Regions from separate parts of the Anas platyrhynchos genome. Here region 1 is linked to region 2. A link is a contact called in public Hi-C data. All regions are on one chromosome and are shown on one strand. The core of a region is the stretch at or near the end of the contact, and the rest is flanking DNA. Distances in the headings are between cores, read along the strand shown.

The links. A called contact is a pair of places that touch in the nucleus more often than the background predicts.
Region 1: a contact with region 2 is called in a Hi-C map of skeletal muscle, with 2.0 times the contacts expected there. The contact joins the promoter of MICAL3 here to the promoter of BID in region 2. A contact is called at or near these places in 3 of 8 Hi-C or Micro-C datasets (liver, skeletal muscle and subcutaneous adipose tissue).

The regions. Positions count from the first base shown.
Region 1 is chr1:65,500,364-65,506,621 of IASCAAS_PekinDuck_T2T, reverse strand. It overlaps MICAL3 (microtubule associated monooxygenase, calponin and LIM domain containing 3), which reads left to right and starts at 2,947. Exons shown (of 43, transcript XM_072040058.1): 1 at 2,947-3,364. LOC106017355 (a long non-coding RNA gene) reads right to left here. Exons shown (of 4, transcript XR_011810358.1): 3 at 6,178-6,258; 4 at 4,179-5,284.
Region 2 is chr1:65,337,340-65,342,794 of IASCAAS_PekinDuck_T2T, reverse strand. It overlaps BID (BH3 interacting domain death agonist), which reads left to right and starts at 4,016. Exons shown (of 7, transcript XM_027466177.3): 1 at 4,016-4,142. MICAL3 (microtubule associated monooxygenase, calponin and LIM domain containing 3) reads left to right here. Exons shown (of 43, transcript XM_072040058.1): 43 at 1-827.

The DNA of each region.
Region 1 (6,258 bases), core at 1,698-4,197, 160 kb before region 2:
TGAAAAAGGAAATATGTGCAAAATGTGTGTAAAAAGTATCACTGGGTAGTGCCACTAAGAGAAAAAATGAATGTCAGCATTTAAAAGAATGAATATTGCCACAGGTGTTTTGTCAGTTATCTAACTAGTGACCAGTGATGACAGCAGATATGCTGTATTAGACAATCTGTTGCAATGTCTGGAAAGTTTAACTTTTCAAACCTTCGGCGCCTAAAAGAAGTAAAAGTGAAAAGACCAGCGAGGCCTTTTTCAGCCTTGACATCTCTAATTCCCATGCATGCACTCCCACTGCAAACAATCCACTCCCTTCCTACACGCACAAACACACTCCCTGCCTTTATCCTGCCCTCGGACCACACACGCATCTACCCGCTTGCTGCAGCCTCCTCCCTCAGACACAGGAACCCCTTCTCTGAACCCGCTCCTCAAAGAAAGGTGTGTTTCCACCCCGGTCCACCAAGTTGGAGGGTTTTTTTTAAGGGTTTATTGATGTCCCCTGTCACAAACTCCAGACAAAGCAGTCCTTTCTGTGAGGGAACTTCACACCCAGGAATGTGGTCTGGACATCTATGGACAAAGGGACATTCATGTTCCCGCTCCTCTTGCCTCTTAATCCTAAAGGAAGAACAAATGTGCTGACGTTAGACTTCCAGCTGGGTTTAGGAAACATGTCCTGCTGCGGATGCATGTTTACAGTATCTCTCTTCTTGTTTGTGGTGTGAGGCAGAGGTGTGCAGGCACAGGGACACGCTCTGTCTGTGCTGGCCTGCATTCAGCAGCCTGGATGGCTTTTCCAGCCCGTTAGCCTCCGAAGCGTTCCGCTCATGAAATTAGCTTGATGAGGCGACTGATAAGAAAATGGCACTTATTAGCTGCTGTCATTTTTATACCCTCTTCCAGAAGTAATGGTACAGCAACTCATGATCCCATTAAACCTTCTAACGAGTGCTCTGACTGTGAAAGGACAAAGCTGCAAACAGCCAAGGCTTCTTGGTGCTGCAGGCCAGGCCCGGCCACCTCCTCTCCCCTGTGTCCCCCTGCAGCTTGCATAACCCTCGGTAACCCAGCACTGCTCCTTCTCAGGATCGTCTTCTCCAGGGCACAGCTTCGTTCTGAACGGCTTTGTGCTATCACACCCAGGGGCACCAAGTCTCTTCCACCAAGCCAAGCATAAAAATGTCTGGAGGGGAGGGGGGTCGGCAAGACAGATGTATTTAATTATATGTGCCAGCCAGCATTTCCCCTATGTGAGATTAAGTGTGCAGTTCAGCTTCTGATCTAATTCCATTCTTGTTTAACATCACTGAGGAAGGAGCCATAAACTGCCCACTGTAATGCAGATTTTTATAACGTGCTTTCATATTTTCAGTAACCTCCTGTCTGTATGGAGTCAGGTGCTTGTAACCCTGGGTGTACTCGTAACTAATTTTTGAACAAGCCACTACGCCACCATGCCAGGACTGGGGGGTGCTGTTAGAGCCCAGCATCTTCAGGGTGAAGGCTCCAGGCTTCCCGGGACAGTCCCGAAATGGGCTCACCTGCTTTGCAGACATACTTCTGTGCTGCCCTGTCTTGCAGCATTGTCATGGCCACCGCTGTATTTGGTGATGTTCTCCAAGCCCCACGTTTTGGAATCACGTAAGCACAGGAGAAATATAACTTCTCCTAAACCAAATTAAATCACAATTTTCTTTTAGTATTGGCGAAAAGCTTGGAAACTGAGTCTGAAGGCAGAAGCAAAGATGAGTAACAAGACTTTCATTGTTACTGTTATTGAAGTCAGGGATTTTTGTAGCCCACTCACAGTTTTCTGAATGTGGTTCAAGTCTCCCTAACCCTTCTGGCTGATACTGCTGCTCTGAGCAAGTCCCGTCCCTGCTGCTTCAGATTATATTGGGAAAAAAAAATGTACTTAATCCCCTGCCATGATAGGATCTTTAATATCTGGATTTTGGCATCAGGAGGCCTGTCCCTATCCAGCAGGTTATGATGAGCCATCGTCAGGGAAAGCTCAAGCAATTTGGGTTAAAAGTGAGGACAGGAAAGTTAGTGTGGGTTTTAACTGCTGCTTGTTTGTTTTCATCCCTACCACCTACGCGTACAAAGAGCTGTATTTGTTACGGGCATCCTGAGAGAGGAAATCTCTTACCTTAAAAGAAGCACTTGGCATTAGGAGAGAATAATATGGAGAGCAACAAAGAACCATTAGTGACGTTTTATTAAGAAGATGAGATAAATAGTCTCTCGTAAACAAGTGGTATTATTTAACTATCCAAGGATTTGCTTTCCAAAACAAGCCTGAATTGTTCATTGTCCAGCAAAATAACGCCTGCTCTGCAGTCCTGACTTCTTCTCTAAATAGAGCACAGAGTCTGTAGGGCTCTGTGCCTGCAGGCTGTCCTACCACATTACTAATGACATTTATGTCAATGCTGTCATAAAAATATTTTAAATAAGTAGAGAACAGCAATGTTAAGACCGAGAAAGGATAAAGTGAGGAGGCTTTAGTTCAGGAGACAGGAACAAAGGAGCTCTGCCTGCCCTACAGCTTCCCTGTAGCTGTAGACGGGGCCTCACAGACACACTTGCACTCGCTCATGTTGGCAGAGAAAAACCTGGCAGAACAATGCCCCATTGCTGCCTCAGCTGCTCGGTCACCTGCTCAGACAGAATTATGGCACCCTGTCCTAGCTGTTCTTCAGGCACTGGTGGGCACGCATTGATGCTCCGAGGTTTGCCAGAACAAGGTTCCTCTTCCCTGTTGTGCATGTCGCAGGGTTTCCCAGGGGCAGTGAGGGCTCCCTGGGGATGCTGCCAGCATTGCCACACCGTAAACAAGATGGGGCTCCGTGAGGGGAGCAGCCAAAGGTGCACGTGTGGGCAGGAAGCACTCGCTGTCTAAAACAGCCTTCCTTGAGCATGGGTGGCTTACCCTGGTCAGAGGCCTGGGAGGAGGAGGAGGAGGAGGAGGGGGCAATGCGAGCATTTGGGGTTGCCGCTGCCGCCCGGCTCCCAAAGGAGACCACTGCTGCGTTGCCATGGCAGTGGTGACGAACTGGCAGCCAGAGCCAGCATCGCCCGTCTCCCCCAGCCCCTGCGCGATGATGCTCCGGGAAGGACGCGCAGAAGGAGCTTCGCATCCCAGTCCCCAGCTCCTTTTTACTTCGCCTTCACCTTGCAGAGCTAAAGAAAGAGAGAATTGCCTGTGCAGGCTTTCCGGGGAGAAACCTGTGCGGAGGCAGGGCCCGAGGAGCAGCGAGTGGCTCTGATTTGGGCGCTTACCCTGGCAGAGGCGGGCGAGCTATGAGCACCTGTCGGGGAGGAGCTGACTTGTGTGAGAAGGTCACTTCTACAGCCTTGCTCTGTGAGTACTGACCCCGCTGGCCTCTCGCGCCTTCCGCTGAAAATGTTTTTTATCGTTTCTTAGCAACTACAAAAATCTGTTTTTCCCTGCTTTGAAGGGGAGGGATTTTCTATTGTGCTAGCTCTTTTAAACAACCTCCATGCAAAATCTGTGAAGGTGTTACTGCTGGATTTTCTGCTCTAGGCATGAAGTCCTGCAGGGGCTGCAGACTTAGCCACTTGCAGCAGGTTTCTCACCTGCTGGCACCAAGCAAGCATAGTGAAATCCGCATGGCAGTACCTGCAGTTTGCAGTCAGAGCAGCACAATCCACACCTGAATGCATCGGTACCAGGTTGTGCATCCTAGCCATCTGATACAGCGCTATCCAAAGATCAGCTCTTTCATTTTCCAGCCTTTGTTATACATCCTCATTTGTTTTTGTTAAGATGAAGAATTTTAGCAGTAAGCAAACCAAATGCTGCTTGGAACAGGTGCAGAAAGAGTATTCTTCTTATGTGGGATAGGGTTACAAATAATTTCTGTCCAGTGAGCCAAACAAATGCATCAGATAAACCGCTGATAAAAAAGAACGATTATATTGGCACAGATCCACCACACTCCACTGTAGCACATGGATATCATAGGCAAGCACACAAACAGACAGTAGGAAACATACAAAAGCCATGTGTGAGATCAGTCAGGAACAGCTAACAATAGGCATCTCTAAATGTATTAGGGCTACAGAGCAGTCTGAGAACCAGTTTTAAATTCACACTGGCAAAATATTAATTGAATCTCAAGATCCGTGAGAATAATATGCTGCTTTATAAAAAACAATTATGCATTGGAAAAAAAAAATCAAAGGGATCTGGCACACCATAGTTCTGAAATCTTGGTTAAACTGCAACCCACTCACATGCAAGCTAAGGGGATTTTTTTTTCTTTTTTCTCCAGATGAATTTGATGCTTGTTCTGTTCCTTGGCCAGACAGCAGCACTGGGGCATCTGTAGCTGTAATCTCATTAAGACTATTAGACTGTGCTTGTGCTTGTGTTCTGTTGCTGGCATGGATTTAGGCAGCCAGATGATCCTCAGAGCATGGATGGCTCTCACAGTTGAGAGGAGATGGGCTACACTGTTTTTCATGAGGTTTGAAAATATTACAACTTCTGCTTTGGAAAGGCACTGTTTGCAGTCTAGCCGGAAAAGCAAATAGTGACAGGTCCACTCAGTCCACACACAAAAGGGAAATTTATGAACATAGTTTCTGTTTGTGGTAATGGGAGTCACATGTGTAAGTTCTCCACACAATGAAGGCAGAATACACTCCCTTCAGTGTGTAAATAGCATAAAGATGTGCCTGTGCGAGTGCTGGCATGAGATACTGGACTACAATAAGAAAAACAGAAATCAGAAATGAATTATTTGTTCATTTTTCCACCCCAAGAAGCAGTTCTGTGTTCTGCTTTGTCCACTCTGTTACAACTAACACAAGCACTGTAGCTTTTGCTTTTTTTGGAACATTCCACCAAACTTTAAAGTATTTTGATGGCAAGGGATGTTTCTAGGGTCGGACACAAATTCTTCTCATTCCATTTTATTACATTACTCTTCATTACAATTCCTTAGGACTTCATAAATACCTGTTTTTCCTTTTTGCATTCCTGCATCACACAGATATTAGCAGCTGGTTATGTTCCTCTTCAGCAGTGGTGCTTAAGTACTTCTGCATGTAACAGGGTTTCCAGCCCCTCTGTGAACTCTGCACATGCAGACCTCCTGCACATAAGCCAGTACCGGTTTATGTCATTCGTGCATGAGCCTCGGGAAGCCGTCTTTGCTGAATGAATGCCAGTGTACCACACAGTTCATAAATATGTAAAAGTAATGGGCCCTATCCCAACAAGCTCAGATTCAGAAACGTTTAGCAGATGTTCTGGCTGTGGGGGAGGAAAACAGGAGATGAATAAATACAATACTGCAATAACAAATACTTTGTTGATGAAGCCGCACATGAATTACAATGACAAACACACCCCTACCAGGACTTTGACCTACCCATGAAACAACATAAACATGTTTTATTAATAGCAGTTCCACGTTTTCAGGATCAATAAAGTGACTTCATCGATTTACTTTCCCCTTTTTATTAATACTTCTCTAAACAGTGATGAATTTGGATGGAACATAGGTAGAGTCTTTTTCGTAGCTTGCCAAAGGACAGATCTAATACTACGAGTAAAACAGTGAGGTTCTCAACGAGGACCCCAGAGCCTTTTGCTAGAGAGTCTAACCATGGATAAGTTAAGAGCTTGAAGAAAACTTCCAGACTTGTTTGAGAATCAGGCCTGTTGGTTATTTCTAGACAACAACACAATGGAGCTGCTCTACACAGCTTGTTTAGAGGAGTAAAATGATGTTGTTTTAAAAACAAGTATACAAAACATGGCTCAGACTCCTTCCTAATCCAAACTCAAAAAAGGAAACACGCGTTCTAGACCTTAATGCATGCTATGTGGAGTAAACCAGACCCAGGGGAAGCCCTGCACAGGCAGCCCTTGTGCAGGACTCTTGTAGCCCAAATTAGGTCAAGAACCAATGAGGTGTCTCGGTGACGACGTCGTAGGCCTTTCTTCCCATTCTACTCGACCAAGGCATATTTAAATCTTTTTCTTTATTCCTTCTCAAGGACTATCTGAGTAAAAGGAACTGCTGTACTCATGATTTTTTGTTTAATACATTAATCGCATAGGATGACAACAGTTATCTTCTTGCATATTTACATTTTGCTCATTGAAAAGCACTTGTCTTTCTGTTTTAGGTGGTCTTGTACCTCTTTACATGTCCAGGTGTTCTATACGCAACCATGAAGTCAAAATCATCCGGGTTCCTTTTCCTTACTGTCCTGTACTGT
Region 2 (5,455 bases), core at 2,767-5,266:
GACTGCATGATCTAGAGCAGCCAGCAGTTCCATTTTTTTAGCAGCTGTTCCTAAAATGTTCACAGCTACACCTTGTTTGGTTAACATTCTTTCAAAATGAGTTTTCAATTAAATGTTTACACCAAGCACCAGTGGATGAGAAAGGTGTTGCGTTATAAAATCTGTGTACAAAATGAAAAGCCACTGTATGGCTGTATGGGAGTCTAAATCATCACTGTCTGCAATAAAGAGAACTCTTAAAGCGTACTATAAAACCAGCCTGTATATAGTTGACAGAGAGAGATTGCTTGCTCTTGACTATTGCAAAATAGCCGAGATTAGAAGCTTTCCAAAAGCCTCCACTTTTGAATTGCTCCAGAGCACTGCTGTAGGCAGGGTAATGGGCAGACGAGGATGTCACTGACAGTAGATGTGAAGGGGAGGATGCCAAGTTGTGATGGCATTGCAGTAATTTAAATACTCTCTGTATCTGTGCGTGCATGCGTGTGTGTGTGTGTGTAAAGTCTATTCCAGGTGAAGGGATCTGCTTTGGCATCTTCCCTTTTGAATGAAAGTAAACTCTGATATTCAGATTGGTCAAGGCTTTTATGGTTGGCATTTATGGAGTGTTAACAGAAAAGCGTATACCCTACCTGTAAAAAAACAACAACAAAAAATGAAAAACCAACAAAAAAAAAAAAATCCCTCTCTGTTCCAGCCTGTTTTCTCCTGTTTGGTTGTGTTTCATCATTTGTTTTTATGCACACTTGCTTCATTGGTGTTGAGATTTTAGCACCTCAGATGGCCAACTGAACTAAAAAAAAAATAAAGTCATTAATTATTTTTTCTTTTTGTTGCTGGAGTTACCATTTGTTTCCCTTGCGTTCATTCCCACAGTTGATGATAGAAGAGGAAGCCAGGAGCCTAAGGGAAGGTGATCTTGAGATGAGATTAAAAAAAACACAGGTTTTACAGGATTTGATGTTGGCTTTTCTATTGGCAGAACAGTTTGAGCCCTGCTGAATTACCTGGAATACAGCTGGATCTTCACAAAGCCCCCAGCACATGGTCCTCCTTTCTCCAATTTTACGTTGCTGCTTCTATGAAAAGAAATTGCAATATTAACTAAAAAGGGGGGAAAGTAATCAAAATTCAATTGCAGGAACTAGGATTTACTTTCTATAGCTGTAGTTCCCCTTCCTTAGTTTACAGTCCTGGCGTGAGCCCTGGTACAGTTGTGTTCAGCAAAACAGGAAGAGTGACACCAAGCACCTTGCTGCTGATGTCCCATTTTGCTTTAGGCCTCCACCACTGCACGCCCTTGGTTCACCCGCCCTGTGGCAGCTCAGGAAGGTCAGGGAGCTCCACGCAGCTCCAGAGCGGTCTCGTCAACATCCTGGAAGGATTCGGAGGTGAAACCTCACCAGCGTGTGTCAAGAAAAGCCGTCTCACCCGGGCATCTCCTGTTTGAGAGAGAACAGATGTTCAGCTCGAGTGCTGGGTGTTGCATCCAGTAAATGCCAGGAGTTTAAAGCCCAGAGGAACTGCAGCCGCTCCACGGCACTGCCATGATCAAGTATGTGAGGCGAATCATAAGACGTGTGCCTTATATTTAGCAGGCAGAGAACACGCAGGATGTGGGAAATCCCGGCCGGGGATTTCCTGCCCGCCCACCCATCTTCAAAACAAAGGATAAACTCGGGTGTTTGTAAGGCGGCTGTTTTAAAGCAGACCTCCTAGGGCACCAGGAAGGGGATGCCGGGCCTTGTGGAAAGTTTTGTCCCCAGCGCAGTGGCATGGCGCTCTCCTTCAGTCAGGCACCTTGGTAGGCAGGTGGGCGCTTCTCTGGGGATGTTTCAAGCCCTGCAGTTGTTCCTGTCTTTTTTTGGTCTCTTGTTCTCAAAATGAGAGAAAGCTGAGTTAGCTGGGAGGGATCTCTGCTGGCAGAAGGCCGCGATTATTTCTGCTCTGCGCAAGTCCCTCCCTTGGTGCCAAATATGAAGTGGGTGTATGGGAAGTAACCCCTGGACCCCCAGACACAGGAGCTCAGCTCCTGTTCATGGCTTAGGGCACTTGACATCCTGCTGCCTCAACACCTCAGGGGCTGCCCCTCAGCCTATGCCCATCAAGCACCCAGGAAGGCTGTCTGATCGCAACCAGGTAGCCACAGGTGCTGCTGTTTTATGAACGAACAGCCAGGCCCACGGGGAGACCATCCTGCCTTGTTTACTCCGGCCAAGAGCCACGCTGATCCTGCAGAGCCCTGAGGTGAGCAGCGTCACGCTTCCTGTACAGATTAGCCATATGTGGGTAGGCAATAACACCAGAAAAAGGCTCTCTAACAAAGCACTCCTGTCTCAGGAGCCCTGCATTGTGGCAGCTGTTGCTTTCAGTTTCAATGGCTGATAACGTAGCCCTCAGGAGCCCCAGCACTTTTACACGTGGCCTTCCTTCCATCGAAGCTGCCTCATGCTCTGCACGGGGACGGGCAGGCCAGTGGTGAGGCAGAGAACCGTGACCCTCCCCAGATCCTGGGGTCCAGCAGTGACCGTGGCATAAAAACGCCGCTGGCTCTGAAGAACAGCATAGGAGGGAAGATTTAGATAGGTTTGTTAGGAACACATGATGTCAAGATGTGGCAGCGCCTCTTTTTGGCAGCAGAGGAGAGAGATCATGCAATACAGCTCCTGCGCCTGGATAAAGGCAAAGATCCAGGGTGTTGTTTTTTTTTTTCCCACTTCTGTGTATTTTTCTCTATATTATACAACTTCACAGGAAAAAAATAACTAGAGATGAGTTGTGCCTAATAGTAAGAGAGAACAGCAGGTGAAAAACCTGGCATTCTGGCCTTGTGTAAACAGTTTATGAAAAAAATGTTGCAACTGCTGCCTACATTAGCAATTGTGCTTGTAAGTTCTGCATACAGGTGAATGCAAACCTAATCCTCCCAGGATATGACCTGGCCGCATGTCTTTCCAGGAAAGGGGACTGGAGGTGATTCACTTTAAAACCTTGAGCAGGGCCTGAGCGTGTCTTCCTCCCTCAGATCCCAAGCAGCAGCAGCAGCAGCGGAGCTGTCACGAGAGAGAAGGGTCCTACAGGTGGTGGCAGGCGAAACCCACAGTGCTGGCATGTGGGTGCTCGACCGCATCCTCCCAGAGAGAGGGAGGGGGCCTTCTGCTTCTCGTTAAGAGATATCACTTGATGGAAACGATGAAGTTGCCTCCTTCCTCTTACACAGCACTCAAAGGAAGAAAAAAAAAACAACACCCTGTCCAAACCAAACCTCATAAAAAGTACCGTTTCTCTTGGCATGTTTGCTGTAGATGCCTGTAGGCAGCAAGGGAATGAGTAAACAAAGATTTCCAAACCTGCTGAGTATATGGTGCTTTTCTGAATGTCTCAGATATGGAACCACGTGGTTTCTTTTAAGTGAAAGATAACATCGCTTTATTATTAATATTTTGTATAAAATACATGAAATAATCCAACTTACTCGGGTGCCAGAAGCCAAAAAAATATGCAGATTTCTGAGGAGAAACATACGGCTTCTTTGACTTAAGAAAAGAGAGAAAATCGGGGTTTTGCCTACGTGGGGCTAACAGTGAGTCCTTTCCAAGACCAAGTTCAGCAGTTTGCAAGAGGGAAGTCTCCCTGCACGTCTCTTGTCAAATTCCTTCGGAATTTAGAAAACTTGGCAGAGGACGAGCGCATTACTGGAGCCTGACTCAGAGCCCGTTTGCCCCTGATTTTGTAGGAATGCCGAAAATAGCGAGCCCTCCCTCGCCACAGCCTCGGGGTGCCCCGTGTCACAGCATCACCGAGGCTCGAAGAGACCCCCCGAGATCGCCTCCGACCTGGCGCCAGCCAGCCCTCCCCTGACCCCATCACTGAGGGGCTCCGCGGGGCAGGAGCGCGAGCCTGAGAGGAAATCTCCATGTGAAAGAAACGAATTTATTTTAAGCAGTGCCACGGCGAGCGGGACGAGCTCCTGAGGGAAACTTCGTGCAGGCGGCCCATGGCGCTGGCCCGGCGCCCAGGGGCGGTGCGGGGCGGAGCGGGGCGGAGCGGGAAGCATGAAATGGCGGGCGGGCGGCGGGGGCAGGGCGAGAGCGGCAACGGCGAGGAGACGGAGCCGCCAGCACCGGGGCTGTGCCCGCAGGGTGAGTGCAGCGCCGGGGAGGGGGGAGAGGAGAGCAGAGCGGCGGGGCCAGCAGCGGGCCGGCCGGCTTTGTTCCACCCGCTGAGCCCTGCCTTCAGCCGCTTGTTTTTATTTTTATTTGCGTTTAACTCGCCGCGCTGTCGCCGGTATCGCGATGGGGCTCCCTCCCGCGCTGGCTCTGGCCGGCCGCCAGGTCAACCCGCTGTTGCTCCCGCCGCTGGCTTTGTCCCCTCGGCTGCTCTCTCCCAGCCCGTATGGGGCCGTGCCGGGAGCTCTCAGCCCAGAGGGCGGCTTTCGGGGGCTTACCGGGGGTTGATCCTGCGGCAGGGACCCCCGAGGGATCCCTGCCCTCCAGCAGGAGGGACGGATGCAGGGATGGGGGGTGGCAGTGGGGGAGTAAGGGAAGGGCGGCCCCTGCCCGTTCCCGCCTCTCGGAGCGAGTCTGTGGCGACTTTGTTTTTTTAAAAGAACAATATTCTGTAACGTTAACTAAACATCGGGGCGCCAGCGCCTCAGAACTAGTTAAACCATGCCAGGCTGTGTGCGGAAGGCCCAGGCTCCTCTCAGAGCAACGCGCCCCCTGCTCTGGTGTTTCCTGGGGTATCTGGGTTAAAATTTCATGCGCTTCGTTCACGGCCTCCTCAGCCCTTCGGTGGAGGAAGGAGTGAGGTGGTTCCCCAGCAGGAAATTGTTTCTAAGGTGTGCTTTCTCTTTCCTTGCAAAGGGCTTTTAGAAAAAGTCCACTTGTGTGTGTTGGGGGGGTGATTGGGGGTTCTCTTATCAGCTTTTTTTTTGGGCTTTAGTCAAACCGAAACTTTTTTTTCACCTGCTTATGAAAGCATAACATTATGAAAGATACTGGTTGAACAGGAGGTCTTTCTGCATGGTCTTGCATTCTTACTTGCCTTCCTCCTTCTCATAAGTACCTGGTTGTATCTGCTGAATTTAGGAAGGAAACAAGACCACTTGGTTAGGTGGCTTCGTTGGGGTCCCACCAGCCCCTCGCTGATTTCTTACACCCAGGTGTAAGCTGGCGCAGCTCGGTGTGCTGTGTCCAGCTCCATGCCTAACCAACACCATCAGCAGGATCGTGCTGCCTGTGCAAGCCTCGAGTCTCCGTGCTCGGGACTCCTGTGCTTGGGTAACGTGGGCGCCTTGTAGAGGTGCTCGGTGGCTTTTGATTTCCGTTAACTCCAGATCAGTAAGAGCTGTGGTAACTGTAATTGGGGAAGGCTGGTGTGTGCGTCGTCTGTGAGCACTCGTGACATAACTGACCCCTGTTCGGTTGTTTCCTGGTATTGTTTTTCCTGTGTA